3 separate regions of the Mus musculus genome follow, and regions 2 and 3 are each linked to region 1. The links are chromatin contacts, called in public Hi-C maps. All regions are on one chromosome and are shown on one strand. The core of a region is the stretch at or near the end of the contact, and the rest is flanking DNA. Distances in the headings are between cores, read along the strand shown.

Region 1 (2,700 bases), core at 64-2,563:
CTTTCTTATGACACTTCTCAGCACACACAGACTGCAAGTTTGCTCATGTTTTGATAAGACTTTAAATAGAGATGTTTGCATTAAAACTTTTTAAAAAATCCTTTTAGCTTTCAGAAATTCAGTTTGTGGGTGGAAAGGGCATGTTTAAGGCAAGAGAATGTGAGTGAGCTGTGGCTGTGGCTGTGGCTGTGGCTGTGGCTCAGTGGTTGAACACTTTCCTGACTCGGGGTTATAACCCCAGCACCAGAAAAAAGGAATCAACTAAACTAGCACAAATCAAAGATCCCACAGGCTTTAGCTCTGATATGATACTATACCCTAATTATCTAGGCCAACACTTATAGAAATAGATGATGAATAAGTAATTTTATTTTTTGGTAGTCATATTAAAAACATGGGGGAAAAAACTACAGGTGAAATTGATTTAATTATTTTTAAATTTAATCCAATTATTACAAATATCTTCTAAGTATGTAATAGGTATAAAAAAAGCTAATTTGCACCCTTCACAGCACAATCCTCCCCTTAAACTCTTTGCTTTTGTATCCATCGATCCAGCATTATTTAAGCACAGCCACAAGTAGCTTGTGGTTACTAGATTACAGGGGAGGTGGAGATGACATCGGTTATACCTCATTGCACACCTTCCTAGTAAACAGATGCCTCAAGAGAGGATTTTTCATTATGATCATTGTCTGAAGAGTAGAGCTTGTAGGCGTAGACTGTTTAAATAGGAGGTGAAATGTCTCTTTAGACAGGCCATGGATTCCAAATTTTCTGGAAGTTACTGGTTTCCAAGCAGGTAGATGCAAGGCATCTAGTTTTTTACCTGTAGAGGGAGCTCTCTCCCCTCTGCTCTCTCTTTAATTTCAATCCCAACCTTGGTTCTTAGAACCCTGCAGTTCTGAGTTCTTTCACCTGGCTTGGTGGAGAGTTTGTGTTTGGCTCCAAACCAGCAGTACTTTCACAATCTGCACACGTTAAAGGCAGCTAAAATGCTAGGACACCAGCCGGGTGGCGGCTTGAATCTGTGATTCCCAGGCAGTCCAGGGAAATGATAAACAAAAGTCTTTTGTGCAATATTAATAAGCTTTAAGCACTCCCCAGTGAGCCTCTTGTCATCCAAGTAAGTCATGTGTATCAAAAGCCCTTATACGTGGAAGTTTGTTTTCATATCTGGCCCACGATGAATGGGAGCCCCCTTTGCCATGTTGTAAAACAAACATTTGTTTATTTTCTGAGCAGAGCTGGCAGTACGACTCAGAAACTGGAGCTGAATGGAGAGCCCCTTTCCAAGGAGGCGCCTTTGAAAACCCTCTGCCGCAGCTTTCCAACTGTCAACTGATCCTGAACTGGGTTTACATTAAGACAATAACAGTGTTTCCTAAATAAATAAGTTAGAGACACCCGTGGGCCTTAATCAAACCCATAAATGGCTTGTAGGGTGGGCCAAAAGGTTTTTTTTTTTTTTTTTTTTTTTTTGCTGTGCAGAGAAATAACGTCTAGTTCATCTTACCATGTATGGGAAGCTTGTGTTTTTGAGACAGAAGGGTTTCTTTATGGTAATTATACTGTTTTTTTTTTTTTTTTTTTTTTTTTTAAACCAACAACAAAAACAAAAACCGCCTGATAGAGCTTTCTCTGGACCTCTGGGACAAAAGAATGTGACACTTTTCTTGGGTGAATGCCACGGTGCCAAGCAGGCATTTTCTAAAGAAGAGAGGTGTGGTCACCCTCCCAGTCGATAATGTAACCCCCTCCTGGCACGTAAAGAAAATAAATGAAAGCTGTAAGATGAACCATCTGCTACTGCGATCTGGCTTCTTTCTTCGTTGACTTGGGGCTTCCGGGAATTCCTTTCACTCCAACAAGTTTCAAGCACAATGGCCTTAGAGGCAGAGGGTGGAAACCAGGAAGCACCACTGAGCGCCGGGAGCTTGGGTTTCTGCGGGTTTTCCCGGAAGGCGGGAATTTCAGCCTCTTACTGGAAGCTGCGTTTCTCCCGTAAAAGACACATTCTAGGGAAAGACTGAAAGCTGAAGAGCTGAAACAACAGTTGCATGTAAATGAAAACAAAAAATTAAATACTACTGCGCATCGTAGGAAGTCTGTAGAGATTCTTTCATACAGGTATCCTCAGCTGTACGGAATCATCATTTGCAACTTTCAGAAACAAAAGCTTGACTATAATATATGTATAATATGACTTTGGTTATAGCACATGCATAATTTTATAACTTACTTTTGGAAGGCTTGGATTTTTTTCATGTGCATTTCCTCAGACTACCATCTAATATTTATAATAATCATTTTTCATTATTATAACTATGTATAATATACAACTAATATTATTACAATGTTATAATAACATAACCAATATTATAACATTGTTTCCACGGATGTACAACTTTCCAAGTAGATGTACTATAATTCACATGTCTGCCTTTTTCTTTCAGGCAACATGGGATGCTTATGATTGCTTTCACAGCACAATTTCTTTCTTGGAGAAATATTAATTGGGATAACCACAAAGTTATTAATACTTAGGGATTTTTAACACACAATATCATATGGTTTCCCAGAAGGACTTGAAAACAAACTGCTTTTCTAACTGCAACCACTCACTACAGTGTAGTCTTCTTAGCTTTCACTTCCTCTTTGCCCTTTCTGTCTGTCTAGAACAATCCCACCACTCACATG
Region 2 (2,805 bases), core at 14-2,513, 550 kb after region 1:
GTACAACCTGTTTTCTGTCTGATTTTTTTTTTTTTAATGCCCCAGTCACTGGCTCCAGAGCAGCAGTAGGCATCGGTCTCTTTGATTCTCTGTGGTATTTTCCCCAGGATTTCTTCCCACATTGCTGTACAGTAAGATTTCTATTTTATTGAAGAATTACCTACTTTTAGCAACAAAGAAATGATTATCATTACTCTGTAAAAGCAGTAGTGCTAAGAATATTTCTAAGCAAAACGCTATAGAAAAAGCAAACAGTATAAAGTAGCTCTTTCTATTCTCTGACAGACCATGAGTTCAAAAAAAAAAATCTTGTTCTTCCCCAAGTTATATTTTAAAGGGGTTAAGCAATCATTCAGATAATCGGACTTCATTGCTTTGAAATTTTATCAAAGTGTCCTCAATCCTTGAGCTGATATCCAGGTCCATTTTGCCAATCGGATAAAGCCTCTTAGATCTTTTTCCTAGAGGCATGAGTGGTTAACTTGATCTTATTGTGCTTCGAAAGAGTCTGTGCTACGCATCATTTTTCATAAGTGCGATTTGTTGTGTTAGGAAAACTCCAGAGAGACTCCTTGTTAGAATGGATTTTGGCTGCCAAGGGCACATTGCTACTAGAACCTCCTTTGTTTTATAGTGAATGAGTTTTAGAAATGTTCTCTGCTTAACCATAAGAGAAACAGAGCAAGGTGAGGGGGAAATTAGCATATGGGGAAATAAAGACTTTATTTCTCAGATTTGGGATGATTTTAAAAGCAGAAGATCAGGGAAGCTAGGCTTGGTGGTGCATACCTTTAATCCTAGCACGCTAAGGTAGAGGCAGAAGCAGGGGGATCTCTGAGAGTTCTCATCTATTTAAGAAATTCCAGGTCAACCAGAGCTAGGAAGTGAAGCCCTGTCTTTAAATAAACAAGGGTGGGCGGGGGGGGGGGAACTGAAAAAAAAAAAGATAAGAGGAAACTATTAACAAAGACCAGCCCTAAGAAAATTCCTTATTTGGAAGCATTGCTTTCATTAAGACTCTTATTCTTCCCCCTCCCCCTTACGTCTCCTTCTCTCCTCCTCCTCCTTACTGCCCCTCCCTCTCGACCCATCCTTAGAAGGTAAAAGGTTTGAAGACAGCTGCCTCCTTTTATTTTACCTTTGTAAAGGCCAGCGATCCCAAGCGCCCACTTGTATCCAGACCAAGACTCACAGCCTTTGCCTGGAAAGAGCACTAGGTGGTGCCCATTTACTTTGCAGTGGAAAGGGGATTCCCCAGGGGAGCAACTCTGGGGAAACTCATCCGGCCCCAGCCTCCTCAGTCAGTGAGAAGTCCTCCTCTAAGAGGTGGTCAGGAGAATGAATGGTGTCCTGTTTTTTTCTCACTTCCTTAAAGCATACCGGACTTGCCCTTTTAGGACACAGCTTTCGTTTAGAGAGAGTGTGTGTTTGCAAATGTGGGGGTGGGAGTAGAGGGGCCTCAAACATCCCCTTTGGAATGAGAAGAGGAATAAAGGCTGCGCCCTCCATCTGTGTGCATAAACAGCACAGCCCGAGTCTCTTGCCAAGACTGCGGTCCTGCCAGATCATCTGGGCATCACGGTGCACATGCTCGCCTTATTTTTCTGCTTTGCCTATAATAAAGCCGTAAAAAATCGAAGAAAGGTGACTCTTAAATTCTACTTTGCATCTTCACAACAATAATTCTTTGTCAAATTAAATCCTGTTAATTTGAAGATTCTGCATCCCAGTGTTAATTTCCACGCCTACTCCTTGATGGGGTGGCTTTCTACTGCTGGGCTTATTCCTTAAAAAATAAAATCTTCTTAGGCTTGCTGAACAGCTTGTTGCTTTGTTTTCAAGGAGAGTAGGTAACTGGCTAAAATGATGTGTTCTCTGTTTTCCTGTTTTCCCCACTCAAGGGGCTGTCAGATCTGTTTTAAAATGTAGAAACACTTGGAAGTTTTCTTTTTTCTTTGTAAAGATCTGTAGCAACTGGCATAATCATGTTAATTGTCACAAAAATGGGAATAAGAGACAATTCATGTAGAAATATATAAAATATTCATCTTTCTGTGACTCTAGTCCCAAAGTTGAGCTGAGTGGAGCTAAGCCCTCCATGTGTTTTTGTTTTGCTTTAAAGAAGGCAAGACAAATGGTTGTCTCAACATCTGACTAGACTCTTCTAGCAAAACCTGGATTCTGTCACGATGAGGGGAGAATAAGACGTAGTTTCAAGAAGTTAAACTAAGGGCAAAGTTTTCTGAAGCCATGAGAACCACTTCTGAGCTCTTGCTGCCGGGTCATATGTCATGGTATGTGGCAGCTGACTGCTCATTAATTCTATTTATATCAGTGTGAGAACCCACCCCACTGAGTACGCATGTGTTAAAATATTCATAAATTATGTTTATTTAGAACAAATATACAATAAATGCCAAAATAAGAGCATTATTTAACCACCAAACTAGCCGACTACTAAATAAGCAAGGCTTTTCACTGCCAATATGGTACAGTGCACTTTGTTAGACTGTCCTATCCAGTATTTCCTTGAGAATGCTCACCTTTTGTTTTCTCAATTCCACAAAGGAAATAGGTTTCACTGAAAGGAATAGAGTTGGGAAACAAAGGATGCTCTGCTACTGAAGAGCAATAATAAATTTGACTAGAGCAAATGAGAAATGCACTTTAGCAATCTAAAATCCAAGAAAGTGTTCACTAATTCATGCACACTTGGACTGAATCGGGCAGTGTTTCCTGAAAACAAATCAAGTTAAGCAGACCAGATGAACTCTTGATAAAGTTGGCTGAAAAAAAAAATAGAAA
Region 3 (2,838 bases), core at 100-2,599, 890 kb after region 1:
CTGTATGTTTATTGCCTTCTTTTATGAAACTTATACAATGCAATTGCAAAGTGCACAATGAATACTGGGACTTGACTCATAAGTAATGAATTGTAAATAATAAGGTTTAGCATCAGCCAGAAACATTTTCACATACTCAAATGCCAGCGTTCTCACCCACATCTCCACGGACTTTAAATCAACACAGAGCGTTCCCACCTTTCCACAGCGTCCTTCTCAATGACGCAGACTGCCAACTGACCTGCAGCCCTGACAACGAGTGCATCCTTGCTTAGAGTGGAAGAGAGAAACCTTTCATGTACAATAAAGAGAGGTTTTAGGCTTTATTTTTTGTTTTGTTTTGTTTTTGTTTGTTTTTTCAGAGGTCTTTTTCAGAGATGCAGAGATGGTTCAAGGATAAAATAGCCATTTAGAAATGTCAAAGGAGCAAATTTCTGAGCTGAAATCATTTTGGAAAAGGATTTGCTTATAAAACACACTGGAAATATGTTGTCAAAACAATGTTATTTGGAAGTTCAAGAAAAGCATGTCCTTAGATCTCTGTCCCAAGTGCTGGTGACATGACAGCACCTTTGAGCCTTGCTTCTTCTGAGCCTCGTCTTCAAGGTCAAGCTGTCATTTCCACCATCTGCCTGCATTCAATCTGTCCTTTCTATGGCATTTTGAGAAATTAAGTTAAATTCCATAAACACAGAAATCTTAAGTCGCAAAGATATAAGTAGATGGAAAACTGCCAACCTTCTTCTCAGCATCGGCAGCAAATCAGCTCTGTTTTATAAATGTGGAAACTAAAGTTGAGAAATGTTACAAAATCTGATGCACTACTGATTGCACAAAGTAAGACAAAGTCAATAGTCAAAATCTGCTACTGCTCACTAAACGCATCTCCCCTTAAACAGCATGGAAGAGCCATGACATTCAAATTTGCTTAAATATGTGTGCAGCATGAAAGTGTGGCACACCCTTTCAAGAAAAGCACCCTTCCTCACTCCCCACACACCTGGCTACCTCTACCAGATTCATGTTTCTATAAACTGTTATACTACTTGTAACACTGGGATATAACAATTATTTAATTGAATTTTTGTAGCAGATGGTGTAAGTTTATAAATTGCCTCAATTAATGAATAAATAAAAACAAACTGTTGCTCTCATTAGTGTCCCTAAAATATGTAAATGACACACATTTATTTTCATGGCTCACAGATGGAGATGTTGAGGCCCATGGAGGCTTGGTTTGCTTTTGGGCAGGTAGACAGATATTCAATCCCAGAAGAGCTAACAGACTGGCGGTGACTCATTCTTTCTTTTTTATCCAGAACAAAGCTTAAGAGAGTCTGTTTAGAGTGCTTTCTTCCTGTCTCCTTATCTAGTGTTCTGTAATCTAATTTGGCCTTGGCATAGAACAAGTTGAACCAGCAATGAGAGCTTGGATCACAGTCAAGTCTCTGTGCTTCCCTTTCTGAAAAGTCTCACATCCCGAGGCCAGAGAGAAAGCAACAACGACAGAAAGGTGGAGTCCTCTCCCCTGAAAGTACAAGGAAGAACCTGGGTGTCCTCTGTTCAATCTAGGAAAAGGAAGTGGATGGCTATGTTCTTGGAGGTGTGGCACTTCTAAGAATCCTAACATCTGGAACAGAGGTACCTCTGTCCAAAAGAAGCTCTGAGAAGATGCCACAGCTATTCTTGTCCCAGAAGCCTCCACGGTGGTGCTGGTGTAGGGCCAGATGTTCCAGAACTTTTCATGAGGTAGCGTCACACTTGCGGCATTTCACTGGTAGCGAGTGCCACATTAAAATGCCATTTTAGGCAATTAATATTTTATTTATAAACACTTATAAATATTTATCACAAATGGCTGTTTAAATAGTAGCTTGTGAGAAAACAAATCTATTACATTTGTATTAAAAATTCCTTGGATGCTTAATTAAGGGAATATTTAGACAGACCATGAAAATTTTATACCAACTCCTTGAGAAGTCAGGGACAAACCTAGTTAGACTCTCTCATGAAACTGAGGGAATAAATTTGATAAGATGCCACACAAAATGGGGGCATCCAACTTGAGATCCCACGTCAAAATCTTTTCTTTAAACATTGTAAGTAAGATGGACTCATTCTAAATAAATGTCCTGACCTTACCCACAATCAAACTATGTCTCCTCCTTAAAGGTATCTGACTAAGCGTCGCAGCTTCTTCAGCTGTTTTCATCAGATCGCAAACACAATCGGCAGTCCAATTTTTCAACCAGGAAGAAAAATAGTTATTGCCCACATTGATCTGCTGTAGAGCAGAGTGTCTCACCTTATTCTCTTCTTAAAACATAATCGAAGCATTCTATTTTGAGGTCAACAATTTAACAAAGCACAGATATCTTTGTATACATTTAGCACTAAGAGAACATAAGATAGACTAAGTTCTTTTTACTGGCTATATGAGATTTCAATATTTTGAGAATTAGTGTAATTGTAAATGTGTATTTCCTCTCAGTGGCTGTAGTGTTTGTGTGCTTCGTCCTCTGGATTTGCATGTTGATACTACATAGCACTCTATTAGCTTTCATGCATTTGAAGGGTCAAAAAAACAGTGACCGACTTGAAAAGAGACTTGCAATCCCATCACAAGGTTCCAAGACTTGTTCTTTAGAACATCCTGTGGTCATCACAATGTGTTTCTCAATTATGATTAATTGAACTTGGTTTTTGTAGCAGACAAGTTCACTCTCCTATAGCACTAAGCAGTTTGAAATAGTACTAAGAGCATCAATGTCATCTTGGGAATTCTAAGGCCACCTGGCCCCTTTAGCTGCTTTTAATGATATGAAATATATATTTGAA

The links. A called contact is a pair of places that touch in the nucleus more often than the background predicts.
Region 2: a contact with region 1 is called in a Hi-C map of uterus, with 3 times the contacts expected there. The contact joins two enhancer-like sites. A contact is called at or near these places in 8 of 484 Hi-C or Micro-C datasets (the N1E-115 cell line, adipose-derived mesenchymal stem cells, cerebellum and 4 more), 2 of 115 datasets of contacts at active chromatin or transcription factors (astrocytes and embryonic stem cells) and 2 of 9 other capture datasets (embryonic tail and embryonic trunk).
Region 3: a contact with region 1 is called in a Hi-C map of the N1E-115 cell line, with 5 times the contacts expected there. The contact joins two enhancer-like sites.

Annotation. Positions count from the first base shown.
Region 1 is chr11:17,459,263-17,461,962 of GRCm38.p6, forward strand. No RefSeq gene overlaps it. Among named protein-coding and RNA genes, the nearest start is that of Gm31268, 140 kb to the left of the region's middle. Within about 2 kb of position 1,314, at least 50 of the 459 cell types and tissues checked have an H3K27ac peak or open chromatin away from gene starts, as enhancers often do. A contact at or near this core is called in the N1E-115 cell line, cerebellum and uterus, where this site is marked.
Region 2 is chr11:18,010,023-18,012,827 of GRCm38.p6, forward strand. No RefSeq gene overlaps it. Among named protein-coding and RNA genes, the nearest start is that of Gm31505, 12 kb to the left of the region's middle. Within about 2 kb of position 1,264, at least 35 of the 459 cell types and tissues checked have an H3K27ac peak or open chromatin away from gene starts, as enhancers often do. A contact at or near this core is called in the N1E-115 cell line, cerebellum and uterus, where this site is marked.
Region 3 is chr11:18,353,657-18,356,494 of GRCm38.p6, forward strand. No RefSeq gene overlaps it. Among named protein-coding and RNA genes, the nearest start is that of Gm12022, 140 kb to the right of the region's middle. Within about 2 kb of position 1,350, at least 2 of the 459 cell types and tissues checked have an H3K27ac peak or open chromatin away from gene starts, as enhancers often do. A contact at or near this core is called in the N1E-115 cell line, where this site is marked.